3 separate regions of the Mus musculus genome follow, and regions 2 and 3 are each linked to region 1. The links are chromatin contacts, called in public ChIA-PET and Hi-C maps. All regions are on one chromosome and are shown on one strand. Each heading gives the region's core, a stretch centred on a gene start, on an enhancer-like site or on the middle of the called end of the contact. The rest is flanking DNA. Distances are from core to core; before and after follow the strand shown. Region 1 holds the start of Il1rl2 (interleukin 1 receptor-like 2). Region 2 overlaps Il1r2 (interleukin 1 receptor, type II). Region 3 overlaps Il18rap (interleukin 18 receptor accessory protein).

What was found. Hi-C and Micro-C count contacts between places; a contact is called where the count stands out from the background. ChIA-PET counts read pairs in DNA pulled down with a chosen protein or histone mark.
Region 2: a Hi-C map of uterus shows a contact between it and region 1, with 6 times the contacts expected there. The contact joins the enhancer-like site here to the promoter of Il1rl2 in region 1. A contact is called at or near these places in 5 of 39 promoter capture datasets (the 3T3-L1 cell line, cranial neural crest, hippocampal neurons and 2 more), 6 of 484 Hi-C or Micro-C datasets (bone marrow-derived macrophages, cochlea, embryonic fibroblasts and 2 more), 6 of 115 datasets of contacts at active chromatin or transcription factors (astrocytes, cardiomyocytes, craniofacial prominence and 3 more) and 5 of 9 other capture datasets (adipose tissue, embryonic stem cells, liver and 2 more).
Region 3: a contact with region 1 is called in an RNA polymerase II ChIA-PET map of memory CD8 T cells, with 7 read pairs. The contact joins the enhancer-like site here to the promoter of Il1rl2 in region 1. A contact is called at or near these places in 2 of 39 promoter capture datasets (the 3T3-L1 cell line and the SN4741 cell line), 2 of 484 Hi-C or Micro-C datasets (3T3-L1-derived adipocytes and embryonic fibroblasts), 2 of 115 datasets of contacts at active chromatin or transcription factors (memory CD8 T cells and pancreatic cancer cells) and 3 of 9 other capture datasets (adipose tissue, liver and macrophages).

The regions. Positions count from the first base shown.
Region 1 is chr1:40,322,264-40,327,268 of GRCm38.p6, reverse strand. It overlaps Il1rl2 (interleukin 1 receptor-like 2), which reads right to left and starts at 2,680. Exons shown (of 11, transcript NM_001356478.1): 1 at 2,520-2,680; 2 at 711-780. The coding sequence starts at 774.
Region 2 is chr1:40,110,566-40,115,570 of GRCm38.p6, reverse strand. Il1r2 (interleukin 1 receptor, type II) reads right to left here. Exons shown (of 9, transcript NM_010555.5): 4 at 3,436-3,616; 5 at 373-547. Among named protein-coding and RNA genes, the nearest start is that of Gm16894, 27 kb to the right of the region's middle. Within about 2 kb of position 2,875, at least 4 of the 459 cell types and tissues checked have an H3K27ac peak or open chromatin away from gene starts, as enhancers often do. A contact at or near this core is called in uterus, where this site is marked.
Region 3 is chr1:40,540,241-40,545,245 of GRCm38.p6, reverse strand. Il18rap (interleukin 18 receptor accessory protein) reads right to left here. Exons shown (of 13, transcript NM_010553.4): 10 at 3,208-3,359; 11 at 2,119-2,256. Among named protein-coding and RNA genes, the nearest start is that of Il18rap, 27 kb to the right of the region's middle. Within about 2 kb of position 2,910, at least 22 of the 459 cell types and tissues checked have an H3K27ac peak or open chromatin away from gene starts, as enhancers often do. A contact at or near this core is called in memory CD8 T cells and pancreatic cancer cells, where this site is marked.

The DNA.
Region 1 (5,005 bases), core at 1,431-3,930:
CTCTGGTCAATGTGAAATTGCATTTAGGAGTTTGTTTATTTGGGGTGTTTCCCCAAACTAGCCCAGTCATTTAGAAGCATAATGCTAAGACCTTCAAATGTATAGTGAGGACAAGGCTTCCCCAGGACCCTCCACAGAACCACGGCCCCTGTGTCTGTATCTGTTCACTCTTCTGCCCTTAGTCTCTGTCTCAACATAGAACCAACCTGGTCGTTTTCCTGCCTATACTTGCAGTCAGATGTATCCTCGTTCCACAGTGCTTGGTTCTAAAGACAGCTTCCCTTTAAAGCCCATTTCTACCAAGTTGGGTTTTCTTAGAAACTTGTACTCTCTGGTAGTTTTGGACCATAAAATAGCCCTTTATATGAAATAGATGACACTAGTAGCCCATCTGTTTAAGCATTGGAACTGAGTCCACTCGAGTGTTTGAGGACTTCTCTGTATCACCTGTTAGTCCAAAGTTCCAAGGTGACATTTGGGGGTTGAGCCTCCAAGAAGTTGGGAATGAACTTTTCCTATCCCTCCCTCCCCGCTCCCTTTTTGACCGGCCTGCCAGATTATCTGGTGGAAAGAGTGACTAGCAAGGTTGGGGCTTAGTTGATGCCCCTGCAAGTGGGTGAGTCAGGGGCACGGAGATGAATGACAAAGGATGCTGCTGGCAAGGCAACAGGTCTCTGGGATACAAGGACTCACAGACCCGCAGAACTTACCTGCTGCCACGAAAAGCAGAAGCAGGAAAAACACCCCACAGAAGAGCAAAGATGTAACCCCCATCTCAGGCTACAAAGGAAAAGAGAGGACAATGGTAGAAGTAAGGGATGCAGTGAGGCTGGTACCTTCCCGCACACAATTTTAGAGAATCCAGAATGTCAGTCCCAGTTCAGGTCACTGGCCTTCCTTCCCCTCTGCATGGGGAGCCCTCCACTTGGCCTCCCTCCGTTCCAAGGCCAGCCTTTCCCCATCTCCATTACACCAGACCTTCAGAAGCCAGTAAACGCCGACTGGCCTGTGAAGGGGACTGGTGGGGAGTTGGGAGACAGGGCCAGATGTGCTGGCACTTGGATCAAGCCAGGGCCAGGAGACTGAACCCCAGCCAGAGCAGACTGTGGACCCGCCCAGCGTGCATCTGGGATCGCATGGGTCGGAGGGGCTCCCCTGTAACCCTATGTGCTCGCTGGCTGAGCGGTAAGTGCTGGCCCACCTGGAAAGGGCAAGGGAGAGCAGGAATCCCAGAGTTTGACCCAAGTCCCGGCCCACTTTCCAGGTCGGAGTCTTCTAGCCGCCCCAGTGACTATTGATCGCTAACTCCCTCCGCTCCGGCTGCCCCGGGCTTGCTCCACCTGCCTATGGGGTCTCAGAGCGCTGGGTCTCGTGGAGCAGAGCGGGAACCACTCTGGGGACCGAATCCTGGTTGGTCACCGCACTCTGCACCTTGGGCATCGCTTCTCCGCCGCGGGCGGAACAGACTCACCTTCCCCAAGTGGAGCAGGACAGAAATAATCCGTCCTTCGAAAATCGTTCAGTCTTTTTTTCCTGATCCCAGGCCAGCACGTTCATCTATCAGGAATGTCGGCTTAAATATGCTCCAGATCATCGCTAAAAATTATTATATCCTTTCCAAACACTATCTGAGCGGTTCTTACACACCCAGCACTGTCCTAAAATGGACTATTCCAGAGGTGGAAGCGCTTCTGAGAAAAGGCATTAACCCCACCCCAGCCCCGTCCTCGTGCCAGATCTTAGGTAAAGCAGACTCCCGACAGGTTGAGCACCGATACAGTCAGTCTAAACTTGCCATAAAGTAATGCTTGCTCGGACCTGTCTTCCTGCGCCAGAGACACTGGAGACCCCACTAGGCACTGAGAAGAGCAGTGGCGGCAAACGCTGTCAGACCAACAGCTTCTTAGTGGGCATCCCTCGGAGTCTTTGTGGATTAGAAACTGTAAGACTTTGAAAACAACCACAGCGTCAGTCTGACTAGCTGTCCCAGGTTCACAAAGTTAAGATGTACACGTGTCTGTCCGAGTACTGTCCCTTGGCAGAAGCACTCTGCCTTACAATTCTGGGATGATCTCTGTGTTGAGTAAGTCTGCTGATGCATGAGGAATCAATCATTAGTTCTGGATACAGAACAGATATGGGGATAGTGAGTTTTCAGGGAAAACAAAAACAAAAACCACGACGTTAAGCGGAATGAGAAACAGAAGAAACGTCCTACCTATACGGAAATTAAACAAACAGGAAGCTAAGATGTAGAAGAGAGATTACAGGGGTGGGTGGATGAAGCCGGTGAAAAGAAGCTGGGTTCAATTAGTGCGCACCAAACCCCAGTAATATATAAAATTAAGACAAAACTGATTGAAGTTTTAAAAATAAAAACACAAAACTATCACGTGTGTGCACGCAGAACCTCCCAGAGAACTACGGAAGGAACTGAGACTGTACTCACAGAGGTCTGAAGGACAATTTCAGCTTTGTTTGGAGTGGCCAGAAGAAACCCAGCTTTGGTAGAAACTTACTGACTTCAGTCTCCTCTGGTGACCCCCCTCTTCTTCTCACTTTTGTATCTTGAAGTGTGTGCCACGCAGTTGTCAAGGGCCACATAATTCCAAACAAGCTGTGTCGCGTAAGCAACAAACATCAGAAGCCATCATCTCCCAGCTTCCGGTCTCTGTCCGCCCAAACCCAAACTCCCAGTCTTCAGCTTGGTGCTTATTCTCTCCCCTCCCCCTCCCTTTGTGTGTGTCTGAGTGGTGTGTGGGGGTGGAGAGCAGAGAGGGAGAAGCAGGAAATTCCTTAAGCAATGTAAGATATTCTTACATAAGATTTCCTAGTCACTGTATAAAATTTACTATACTGTGCACTTACATAACTTACTTTTTAATAAAAGCATTATACTTGCGGGATTTAAACATTTGAGGTGTGGTCCTTCTCAATAAAGGCTTGCCCCATCCTGTGAGCATGAGCAACCGACGTGTCTCTCTCCCTTAGCCATTTTGGTTGTCCCATTTTTTTTACGTTTTGCTAATTATTATACATAATGTTGCCGCGACAATCCTGGCAATGTCTCTTACACGTCTGAGAGAAGCTCCTGGATCATTAGGTAGGTGTGCCCTCGTCTGCGTTGGCAAACCTCTGACTGATTATTCCATGACACCATTCTCTAGAGAAGGATTCTGATGCCCCATGTTCTTGCCAAATATTAAAGGCATCCGAATGTGTCCGATGGCACACTGAGTGTTGGGAAGACAGCTTAGAGACATGAGCCCTTCAACAGCTTGCCACCATGATTTTCTGGTAAATAACATTTTTTTAAAAGAGATATTCAACTATTAGGAAGCACATAAGATATGAAATACAGTTAGGAGACAGGTGGAAAGAATATGATAAGGCACAGCCTTTCTCCTGAGCAGTGGCCTGGAGCCCAACAGGTAGATGTCTGGGGCAAGAGCTCTCTCTTTCTACTTTTTACGTTTTATTTTTACTATGTTTAATTATGTGTGTGCATCTGCACTGGCTATGTGCATGTGACTGCAGGTGACCATAGGGTCCAGAAGAGGGTGTCGGCTCCCTTGGAGCTGGAATTACAGGTGTTTGTGAGTTACCTGATATGGGTTCTGGGGACCAAAGTCTGATCTTCTGCAACAGCCATTTACATCCCTACAGAATGAACCGTCAGTACAAAGTCTCTGAAGGACCGAGTTTGGGACACTCCAAAAAAAAAAACTGAAATGAAGGGAGAGTGATTGCCACACAGCAGAGGGGAGAGCTGGGTAAACTGAAGTATGGAAGTAGGTGTGGCTAGATCACATGGGGCCTGGGAACGACAATACAATGGCTGCCATTATTATAGGCAAAATTAAAAGATATTACAATGTTTAAATCAGGAAAAATATAATCTCACACTAATTCCTCCTCACCCCGGAATTGGTACCCTTACCACTAAAGACAGCCTAAAGCGCAAAGCACTAAGGGAACAGCACAGGTTTTCAAACCAGGTGCACATAGAGCTGAAGAGGAATGGCAGGGTGAAGGCATGGGGGCGGGGGAGTTGCATGGGGAAAGAGTAGATCTAATAATACACAAAGGCAGGGCAAGTCGGTGTGTGCTACTGAGCTCATGGCTGCTGTGTTCCCCTGAGACACAGAGAGTGGGGGTTAGGGCCTAGACCAGCAAGCCCTTCTTCAGTAACAGGGGAGAGAGAGAGAGAGAGAGAGAGAGAGAGAGGGAGAGAGGGAGAGAGGGAGAGAGAGAGAGAGAGAGAGAGAGAGAGAGAGAGAGAGAGAACCAGGAGATCAGAAGATAAAGAGGATAGAAGAGAGAGAAGATTTAAAAAAAAAGTTTGGGATCTGGAGGTCTTGTACAAGCTATGGCTTGAGCCAAGCAAGCTTATTTAAAAAGTACAGCATTATTTGATGTACAACTTCCAGGGGAGAAATGGGGGTGTCCAAAGAAGCTACCCGACAACGGGACAAAGTCAGCAGGAAGCTAATCAAACAGTGTTGCAAGAGAGGAACACAGGGTTTCTGGAGAATACTATATATAGGCCATGCATACAATGGCCTTGAGACTGATAACCAATAACTCCATACAGTCAGAAGAGTTGAGATCTCAGGATCTGAGGTCACAGCTCCCCCCAAGGCCCTGGCCCCAGGTCATTACCAGCTCTGACAAGGTATTTCTGATTTGGAGAGGAAGCTCTGTCCGTCTCCATATTCTAGGGCCAACAGGTAGATGTCTGGGGCAAGAGCTCTCTCTTTCTACTTTTTAAGTTTTACTTTGACTATGTTTAATTATGTGTGTTCATCTGTGTTGGCTATGTGCATGTGCGCCTTGGTTGCTCAGTCAGGCAACCTCTCCACAGATACCAGAGGAAGATACTCCCTTTGGCCTTTCTGTTTTGACCTATATGGTTATGACATAAATCTCAGCACTTTCTCAACTTCTGTCTAACATGAAATTTAGAGACCCACAAACCATACATTGGGGTAGAACCTAAAATCTG
Region 2 (5,005 bases), core at 1,626-4,125, 210 kb after region 1:
CTCAGTCCCTCCGAAGTATATTTTAAGGCTTGACAAGAGTGTCCGTACCAGCTCAGAGCTCATGAACCTTCCATTTCCCAGGACGCCTTAGTTTGTACCCCCTCTAGTGGTGAGTTTTAGCATTGCAACCTTCAAATACCTGCTTTCATCCCTTTCCTGACCAAGAATTAACTCTCCTTCTCTTAGAACTCCCTGCCTTATACGTCTTAAAGTATCTTGTTCGTGGTTTAGTAACATCTAGAATAGTTGATAAACATGTTTTTCTTTTTCCTTCATGCCAAAGACATTCGAGGATTTTTAGGTGATCCTGAATTTATTATCAAGCTGCTTCTAGAACCAAGCAAGACAGGTACCTCGGTGGTATGTATTTACCTTTGACCCGGAGTTCAATATTCCTAGTGATGTTGTATTCCTGGCCATTGTAGGTAAATGTCATAACACATCTGTAATAGCCTGCATCGTCCATGGACGTGTTGGATATCAATAGGCGTGTGGGGTCTCCTGCACTCAGAAATTCCTTATTGCCTTTATCCAAGAGTATGGCGCCCTAGAGGGGAGATGCATCTGAGAGTTACATTATAGAATAACATCGCTCTTGAACATTGAGTGTTGTTGTCAATCGATGTGGAATCTACAACCCAAGAGATTCCCTGGCATATACTTACTTTGGCCATTTTGTCTTTGTGGCGCATTTTTAGCTGTATTGTTAGAGAAATGACCAATTTTTCCCCCTTAGGGTGGAATCTTGTCATGTAGCCCACACTAGACTTAAACTCTTGATTCTCCTGCCTAAGCCTCCTGGCTTCTAGGGTGACATGGGTGTGCCCCCCTGCTCCATTTAGAAAAAAAAAAGAATACATTTTTTTAAAGATTAAGTTATTTTAAACCATTTAAGTACAAATATACTTAAGATCTAACTGCCTTCTTCTGACTATGAGCAGTATCAAGAACAATCACTACTAGGGGAATATAAGGGCCAGGAATCGGGAGTAGGTGGGTTGGAGAAGGGTCAGGGAGGGTATAAGGGACGTTTGGGATAGCATTTGAATTGTAAATGAAGAAAATATCTAATGAAAAATTGTTTTAAAAAAAAGAAAAAAGAAAAGAAAATCACTACTAAACAGCCAGGAAGACATGAAAACCTAGGGCTGGAAGAGACCATGTTGGAGGAATTTATCTAAAAATTATTTCAATTTAGGACTTACTACAGGAAAGGAAATTTTGTAAATAGAAAAATAGGAGAGATGGGGTCCATCTTCTCATAAAGACATAGAGTCCTAGAGGTTCTTGACAAAACAGAGCCCTCGGGAGCAAGGCCTCCAGGGAAAATGGAAGGAGTAGGCCAGGTAAAAACATCTTGAGTGTTCCATAGCCTCAGTACACGAGAACCCTGCGCATGGTATTTTGTACCTGTAATCTCAGCACTTGAGAAGCTGAGACAGGAGGACTGTGAGCTTGAGGCCAGACTCAACTACATGGAGAAACCCTGTCAACGGTGGGGGAAGGGGTGATAAGGAAGAAAAGAGGAAAGGAGGGAGGGGTGGAAAGGAAAGAGGGTGGGGAGGAGGGATTGGGGGGGAAGGGAGAGGGGTGGGAAGGAGGAGGAAGGAGTGGGGAGAAGGGAGGGGTGGGAAGGAGGGGTTGGTTGGGAAGGAGGGATTAGGTGGAAAGGAGAGAGGGAGTGGAGGAGATAAAATGTGGTCAGAGGCCAGAGAGATGGCTCAGATGGCTCTGTTCTTCCAGAGATCCTGAGTTCAAATCCCAGCAACCACATGGTGGCTCACAACCATCTGTAATGAGATCAGATGCCCTCTTCTGGTGTGTCTGAAGACAGCTACAGTGTACTTACATATAATAAAGAAATAAATCTTTAAAAGAAAAAAAAATGTGATCAGAGATCAAGGCTTTCAGAGACTGCCATGGCCCTTCTTCAAAATATACTTAATTAAAGGGGGGAAATCTCACAGCTCCTAGCCTGAGTAGACAAATATGAATGCAGGGCACATTATGACAGTTGCTCTATAAACGTAGACTTTGAGTCAGTTTCTTCTGTCCCTGTCCTCTGGAGAGGGGAGAAGTGAGCAGCCCCTGCCCCTGAGGTGAGAACAGGGGGAGCAGAGTAAGTACTTAGCAATGCTCAGGGGGACTGTGGGAGGCGCGGCTATTGTTAACATCCCATGCCAGCCCCATTGATTAAGCATGGTGCAGGGGCTGCATGCACAGTACTCCATCCCTAGCCTTCAAAACAGTTCCAGGAAGCCGGGCATCCTGCTCACGGCAGCAACAGCTACAAGACAGGAAGCAAATGCAACAAACTAAAAGAAGGAAGGTTTCTAACCCAGACACATTGTTTCCAGATCTATGTTTCATCCTCTGCAGGGGAGTTCTGTATGTGTCCTCTGCCTGCTCTTTCTAAACCAAGAGAAGGCTCTCTGTGGTTCCCCAGGCTTATCCATAGGCACAAACTACTTTCAGGAAGGCATTTTAAAGTTTCCAGCATTGCATTGCTACGGTGTATATAAATATGTGCACATACATATGTGCATGTGTGTGTGTACACATCTTGATGTTAATACTGACGATCAGCTGGTTGACCTATTGATTAAAGGACGAACTCTTATCAATGACTAAAGGAATACAAGCCTTCTCAGCATCTCTCTATAGTCTGCATCAGGGGTGGGCAAGTCCTTACAGATAAGAGCCAGATGGGACATAGTTTATTGCCCACATAGACCACACGGTCTCTGTCTTACTACACAGTGGAACAGACAAAGAAAATACGTAAACGGAAACCCCGATACAAATGTGCTTATGGACATGGGAGTGTGAGCCTTAGTCAATGGTCACATGCACTTGAGTATTCTTTTCATTTTTTTTCAAGCATTTAAAACCTGAAAACTCTCCATACTTGATGAGTTACAGAGACAGATGATAGCTCTAGGCTATAATTTGCAGCCTGCGTTGTAAACAACAATGTCTCCTAAAAAAAGCAATGACCTCACAGAGAAGCCATAAAATATTTGCTACTTTTCTTAAGGATACAAAGGAGAAACTGCAACAGTATTTATTCCTGCAACCCAAAAGTTGCCTTGTGCTTTAAAAATAAAAAAGATATCTTAAACATGGATATAAAATTTTTGTAAAAAATTAACAGGGTTGTTTTGAGCAGTTTTTCCTAGTTATTTTTAGGCAAGTGACACTCAAAAAGCTCTTTAGCAGCTATTGACTCTGAAATCATTTCACACTCTGCCTGCATGACCCTTATCCAAACCATAAAATACTAATCTAATCATCGCCATTTTAATTAATCTTATATTTCTAAATACATAATTATCTATGTGTCTACACAAATATATTGTCTTCAAATAGATTTTTACATATGTGTTCTACAACCATTGAGATATTTTTGTGGCATATGCATTTTGAAAGCATTACCTTATACCACTGTATCTTTCCATCAGCGTTGCTGGAGATGAATTCTTTCAGGTCAGGGCACACTAGTAACCCGGTGGTGGAGAGAGCTGAGATTTGCAAGTAGGAGACATGAGGCAGAGATGCTTCAGTATTCTTAAAGACCTTGAGTTCCACAGACATTTGCTCACAGTGGGATGCGTTTCTAATTGTTTGTTAAGAAAAAGGAAAAAGGCAATGATTGGAAAGACAGAAATACAAAACCAAATGAACGTAAGAACAGCTTCCTGCCCCCGCCATACCCAGTCTGCCCTGCCTTGAAGAGTGCGGCTTACCTCCTGCGAGTTTTTAACTTCTTGTGATACAAAACCATCACGCCTGACTGCTATCTACAAGCTGTGTGCCCTGTGCCTTTCATGAAGGACCACTGCAGAAGCTTCATTCCCGAGCCCAGGGCACTGAGATTCCCCCTAAGAATGCTTTACCAACTGATTTCTAGTTTCAGAAGACTGCTGAGAACTTTGTGTTTGGACTCTTAAAAAAAAAAATTTTTTTTAATTAAAAAAAAACACGAACAAAACTATATAGCAGGAACTTGGAGAAAACAACTAATTTGGAAAGATACTTTGATTGTTTTTCAGACCGCCCATGATTCTAGGACTATGATGCTATCAAGTGTTTGAGGAAGACTTGAACACACCAAATGTTGTCCTTAGAACTGAGAAAAGGCCAGAGGTAAATGTGTGTGTGTGTGTGTGTGTGTGTGGCGCTGGAAATGTGAGGGAAAATGGATGAAGGGATGGAAGAGATTAATAAAATTGAATGTTTAAAATAGAAAAACAAGGAGCTGGCAGGTTGGTCATGTGCTCTGCCTAGATGAGGCTCTGCATTTAACTGCAGCAGTCAAAACAAATGAAAATGAAACAAAATAAAATAAGAAAAATATAATTCTATTAGCTAAGACCCTAAGATGAATAGCTACCGATGATAAATAACACACCAACTGAGAGAGACCATCAGAATCAATTGTAAAAAAGGTGTAAAAATTACTTCCAAAAAAATTTTTAAAGCCTAACAATATATACATCCAAAGAAGTGGACCTTGTGAGCTGCAGCTTCCTGGTGGAGTAATGGCATGGCTCTAACAGAGGTAACCAATGGCTCTCTGGGTAGATCTGAGGCTTCCTCCCCAGGAAGAAACCTGTGCGTGGTTCTGTACACTTGCTCTGCAAGGCTAGAGAGGCCATAGCTCCTAAGTGAAAACTTACTGCTGTTTGTGTTATACCCATCGATGAAAGCTGCACTCAGCCTTCACCCGAGGAGCCTCTGTTTTCAGTGGCTGGCAATACAGAGACTCAAGGTGGCACAAATGGAAAGAATAAATGACTCTGAGTGCTTGGCCCTACATGGGACACTCGTATCACCTACTCAGAGACTCAGGGAGCAGAAAGAATGTACGACCCAGCCGTTGGGGGTAATGCTGTGAAATAGCATCTTCTGGACATGACATGGTGGCTGTACTCATGAATTCAGATGGGCGTGGTTACCTGCATAAGACTGGGCTGGCTTCCATTACATAATGCACGGAGAGGGT
Region 3 (5,005 bases), core at 1,661-4,160, 220 kb before region 1:
TTGACTCTAGCTGCATATGTATCAAAAGATGGCCTAATCGGCCATCACTGGAAAGAGAGGCCCATTGGACACGTAAACTCTGTATGCCCCAGTACAGGGGAATGCCAGGGCCAAAAAGGGGGAGTGGGTGTGTAGGGGAGTGGGGGTGGGTGGGTATGGGGGACTTTTGGTATAGCATTGGAAATGTAAATAAGCTAAATACCTAATAAAAAATGGAAAACAAAACAAAACAAAAAAAAGATAAACTTATTTAGCAATGAATTTACAGAGTGTGGTGTTAGAGGACCTACACATGTCCTCCTAGTGTTATTTCTTTCTAAATGAAGTTTAGACATTCACAATGAACTCTTGGGCTTTCATTTTGTAAATAAATATCCGTTTGACCAGCAGAGGGCGCTGAATCACTGTGCTCCAGAACCCAGTTCTGAGCAAATCACCAAGAAGTGAAATCACATGAGACAAAATTAAATGATCCCTATCAACTGACTCTGCTTTGTTAAACTCTAGAATCTTAGGGGGGGGGGGGTTCAGTGAATTTGTTCCATACAAATATAAAAGGCTAATTAAACAAACAAAAATTCTGAAAACACTGTTGGCTTATATGGAACTCAAAGGATGTTATCAATAATCGATCTAAAATAAGATGAAATGCATGTATTTCTCTAGTTTTCTTAGCTTGGTTCAGGTGTGTGTGTGTGTGTGTGTGTGTGTGTGTGTGTGTGTGTGTGTGTGTGTGTGTGTTTGTGTGTGTTTGTGGGGGCGGGGAACTGAACTCAGACCTGAAACACTTCTTACTTTCTTTTCTTGGTGCCGTAATTTCAGCCTGCAAAAGCCACTGGCCTCAGAGGACCCTCCCAGTGAAGGTGCTTACACGGCAGGCAGACCTTCTGCTCCAAGCAGTAAAGTCAGTCACTGACACTGCAAATACACTGACCTGAGACTTGCTGAAGCCAGCAAAGCTTAAAGCAGCATTCTAGCCCATACAACATGATGGGTATTGCAACCATGTCTTGTGGGTGAATTAACAGAAGTGTCATTGGTAATAATAGGACTTGTAATTTGTGCAACTTACACTTGTTTGGGACAAATCCCTGACCTGGCATGCCTTGTTTTCATGTGGTAATAACCCAGGTGATGGGTTTCCTAAAACCAGACTTAAAGATTCAAAGTTAAGACACAGCCTCTTTGGGTGGTCTCATACGAAGATTATGGCTTCATCTTTCTCTGTCTAAGGGGACTGTGAAGATGGCAATAGTCAATACTCTGACTGGGCATATGACCCATCCTCAAGTGACATTCATCGCAGACCATACTGAGTTTCTATATACTTAGGTACCAGTCTAAAGGCAAACCAGGTCTAGCCTCAGTGAGCTCACATACTGTCCTCTGCCTGCTGCTGCGACAGTCCTGTTTTATGAATGAGGAGAGCGGTATATAAAGCTGCCACTTGCTGAATCACCCCAGATTGGTTAGCAAAGAGAATATTTCTAAGTCCCATAAATCCCACAAAAGTATCTTCTACAAGGTTCCTGGTAACTAGAATGAGCTAGAATTGTTTCTTCAGTCTTTCCTGGTGTAAAGCCAGAGCAAAAGGAGGAGAGGAAGGAGGAGGAGGAAGAAGAAGAGGAGGAGGAGGAGGAAGAGGAAGGAGGAGAAGATGAACAAGAAGAGGAGCAGGAAAATTAGAAGAAAAAAGAAGAAGAGTAAGAAAAGGGGGAGGAAAGACTAGGAGGAGGAGGAAGAAGAATTAGAAGAGGAAGAAGAAGAATAGAAAGAAGAAAAAGAAGAAGAGAAAGGTGAAGAGAAGGAGGGGGAGGAAGAAGGAGGATAAGAGGAGGAAGAAAAATTAAAAGAAAAAGAAGAGGGGGAAAAGAAGAGGAAGAAAAAGAGGAAGAGGAGGAGGAGGAAAAGAAGAAGAGGAAGGACCTAATCCTTCGAGATAAAACACTACCTATCAGGCATTAGCTACCTCTGACTTTTCTCATGGGCTCTGGCTGGCAGGAGGCATGTGAAATCACAACTAAGACAGTTCTAAGAAAAGAGAGCCAATAGATAGGGAATAACTAAGTAACAGTGTCTTGTCATTTAGACAGGGAGTGGCACACTGGGTGTTCTTACCCCCCAGAGTCTCATCTTTGTTCTTGTAGGTTCGACAGAGCAGGACAACTTCAATCCAGTACCAGTAGAGGAAAGCAGCTGCCACCAGAACGCCCACCAGCATCAAGGCCGTGCCGAGAAGGATGTATACAAACACCACTAAGGGAAACACAGAGATCTGAGCAAACACATCTAGACCAACACAGCCTATTATGTAATAGAAAGCCATGCTGCTATCTCTGTCATCTCAAGTCTGGATGGAATTTTCCACAATTAACTCTAGAGAGCCAGGTTGATGGGAAATTCCTGATGAGCTGACCTACGATGCTGAGTCATTTTACCTATTTTTGTTCCTACAAATGTCTATAGAGCTCATCTGTACCTTTCCTGTTGCCTGTTGTAAATTACATTTGCGGGTGCTCATCCCCATGGAAGTCTAAACATTCCTAGACTAGGAGTCACATCAGCACCTTGCACCCTCCATGACTCAACTTATAAATAAGGGATCTGCATAGGAAAGCTACCGTCATGGCACACTTACAGTGTCACACTATGGCCAGAGGACATTTACTCTGCTGGACTGTGTTCCAGTCATCGACTGAGCAAGTCCATGATTGGCCCAACCTCATCCCTGGACATCTTGCTAAGGATGGAACTGTTCCTCATGGGCATTTCTCAGAGTTCTTGTCATGGTCTCTGGAAGCCAGCAGGGGCAAATGGCAAAGAAAGTGATGTCTGCACACTGGGCTGTCCCAGTGGGTGGGGGTAGGTGGGGCTGGGGATTCTTGTAGGTACAAGAGGGATAAGTAGGTTAATTGAGTGCTTTAGGGAATGAGTAAGTGGGAAGGCTATATGAATGGGCAACAGCATGAACAGAAAGTCTGGGTGAGTTGAGTAATGGGTTCTTCTGCACACAAATTAGTTGTTACAAAGCTCAGGTCAAAGTCAGTTGTATGGTCATAGTCAAGGCCTTAAAGGAACTACCACGGCAAAGTGCTTTAGTGTCTGGAAAGCTTTCACAGCTAACACTGATGCTCTTTTTGGGAAAATGCCCCTTCCCCTTTCAAGAAGAACAGTTGTCAATCTCTGGGAACAAACTTCTAGGCTTACCCTCTTCCTTCTTCCTCAGCCGTATGGTCCGTGTTGTGTTCCCAATGGAGTTCTGGGCAAAGCAAACAAACTTTCTGCTGAGATCTCTCTGGGTAACTTCTCTCAAGAAGATGGTACGTTCAATGACTTCATTCTTGAAAGTGGATTGAATTCTAGAAAAGGAGGGGGAAATTCACACCCACTCAGGAAGATCAACTGCCATTCGTGAAGCTGTGCTCAGAAAGCTGACGAAGAGCCAGTAGGAATTTCTCGTAAGAAGACTGTAAAAGATCAGAGACAGACAGAGGAGGCTTGTTCTTCATCAATGGATGGAATCTGCTAAGGCTTTGCACTAAAGCACAAGTTACGTGTGGCCCTCCTCTGGACTTCACTGTAAGAGTCCCCCTTTGGGAATGAAGAATATTGATAATTTATGAACAGTCTCCCTCTGTAGACTGTTTCCTTCCCAAGCATGAAGCCCTAAATTTAATCCCCGGAGCACATGTAAAAAGCCAGGTGTGGTAGCGTGTACGTGTAATGCCAGCATTGGGAAAGCAGACAGAAGTGGATCCGTATGGCTCAGTGGCCAGACAGCCTAGTTCAGTCAGGAAGAAATTCTGCCCCCCACCCCCAACCCCAAACAAGATTAGTGAACTTTGAGGAATGAAAGATGAGATTTACCCCTAGCCTCCAAATGCAAGTACACATATGTCTACATACACCTACACACCTACACACCTACACACACACACACACACACACACACACACACACACACACATCATACCACACCACACCTAATTCCTCTTGAGGCTTGCTACCAGGTACTTGGCTGAGCACTGACTATGGACTCTTTAATCTCTTCCTTCCTCACAACACAAACTCTAAGGAGTCAGGATATGAACATCCTGACTTGGTAGTGTCAGGGGCAAAGTTCAGTGGAGGAAGAGTGGTGCTGGCCACAGTAGTGACATCATCATTACTGTGTGACTTTAGTATGTCCCACCTCCAGCCTGGCACCCAGATCTCTGACCCACCCAGAAAACTGACTTTCTGCATTTACTTAGTTCCCATTTTCTATGTCTGCATCATTCAGTGGTCACATTAAGGGACCATGTTCAGATGGGTCATGCCGCTGTGAGCCTACAATCAGTCCACAGAAGTTTTCTGCTTGCCACACATTCTGAGGTACATGTGGCTTCTACCTCATCTGTCCCTTATGGTGACCTTGAGAAATGAGGTTTTCTGTCATATACCTAGGAGATGGGGCCTCCCTCACAGAAGGCCAGAGTCACCTCGCCACTCCTGGAAAGCAGACTAAAATCCACAGGTGGGGTGGCTTGAGAATCTGGGCTCTGCCTCACTTCTCCTACGTAGAGTCTCATGCAGCATCCGTTTGAAATCCAATGTGTTCCTTGATGTTAGAACCTCTTGCTGAATGGCGTTTCCCTCAGTAAAATCTTTCCTTTACTGTTTATCTATACTTTTCAAAATATTACATTAGTCCAGTGAAATCCTTGAAAAACTAGAGAGAACATGCTGTGGATTCTTATCTGGAGGGGTTTCTAATACAGAAAATTGGTAGGACACATCTCCAATTGACATGTCTGACTGGCCATGATGGGTCCCAGATCCTTTGCTCTAGGATAGAGACTTACTTTTCTAGACATTGGAGGGCTTGGCTCTGAAGGTCTACAGTTTTCCTTTCAACTGGTCAAGTTCTCTCTCCTATAAACTCTGGGGAGTCTGTTAGTCACAGATAACAAATGAAGTCTAGTTATCATAAAATGTTTCAGCCTGCTAGTATTCCAAGACAGAC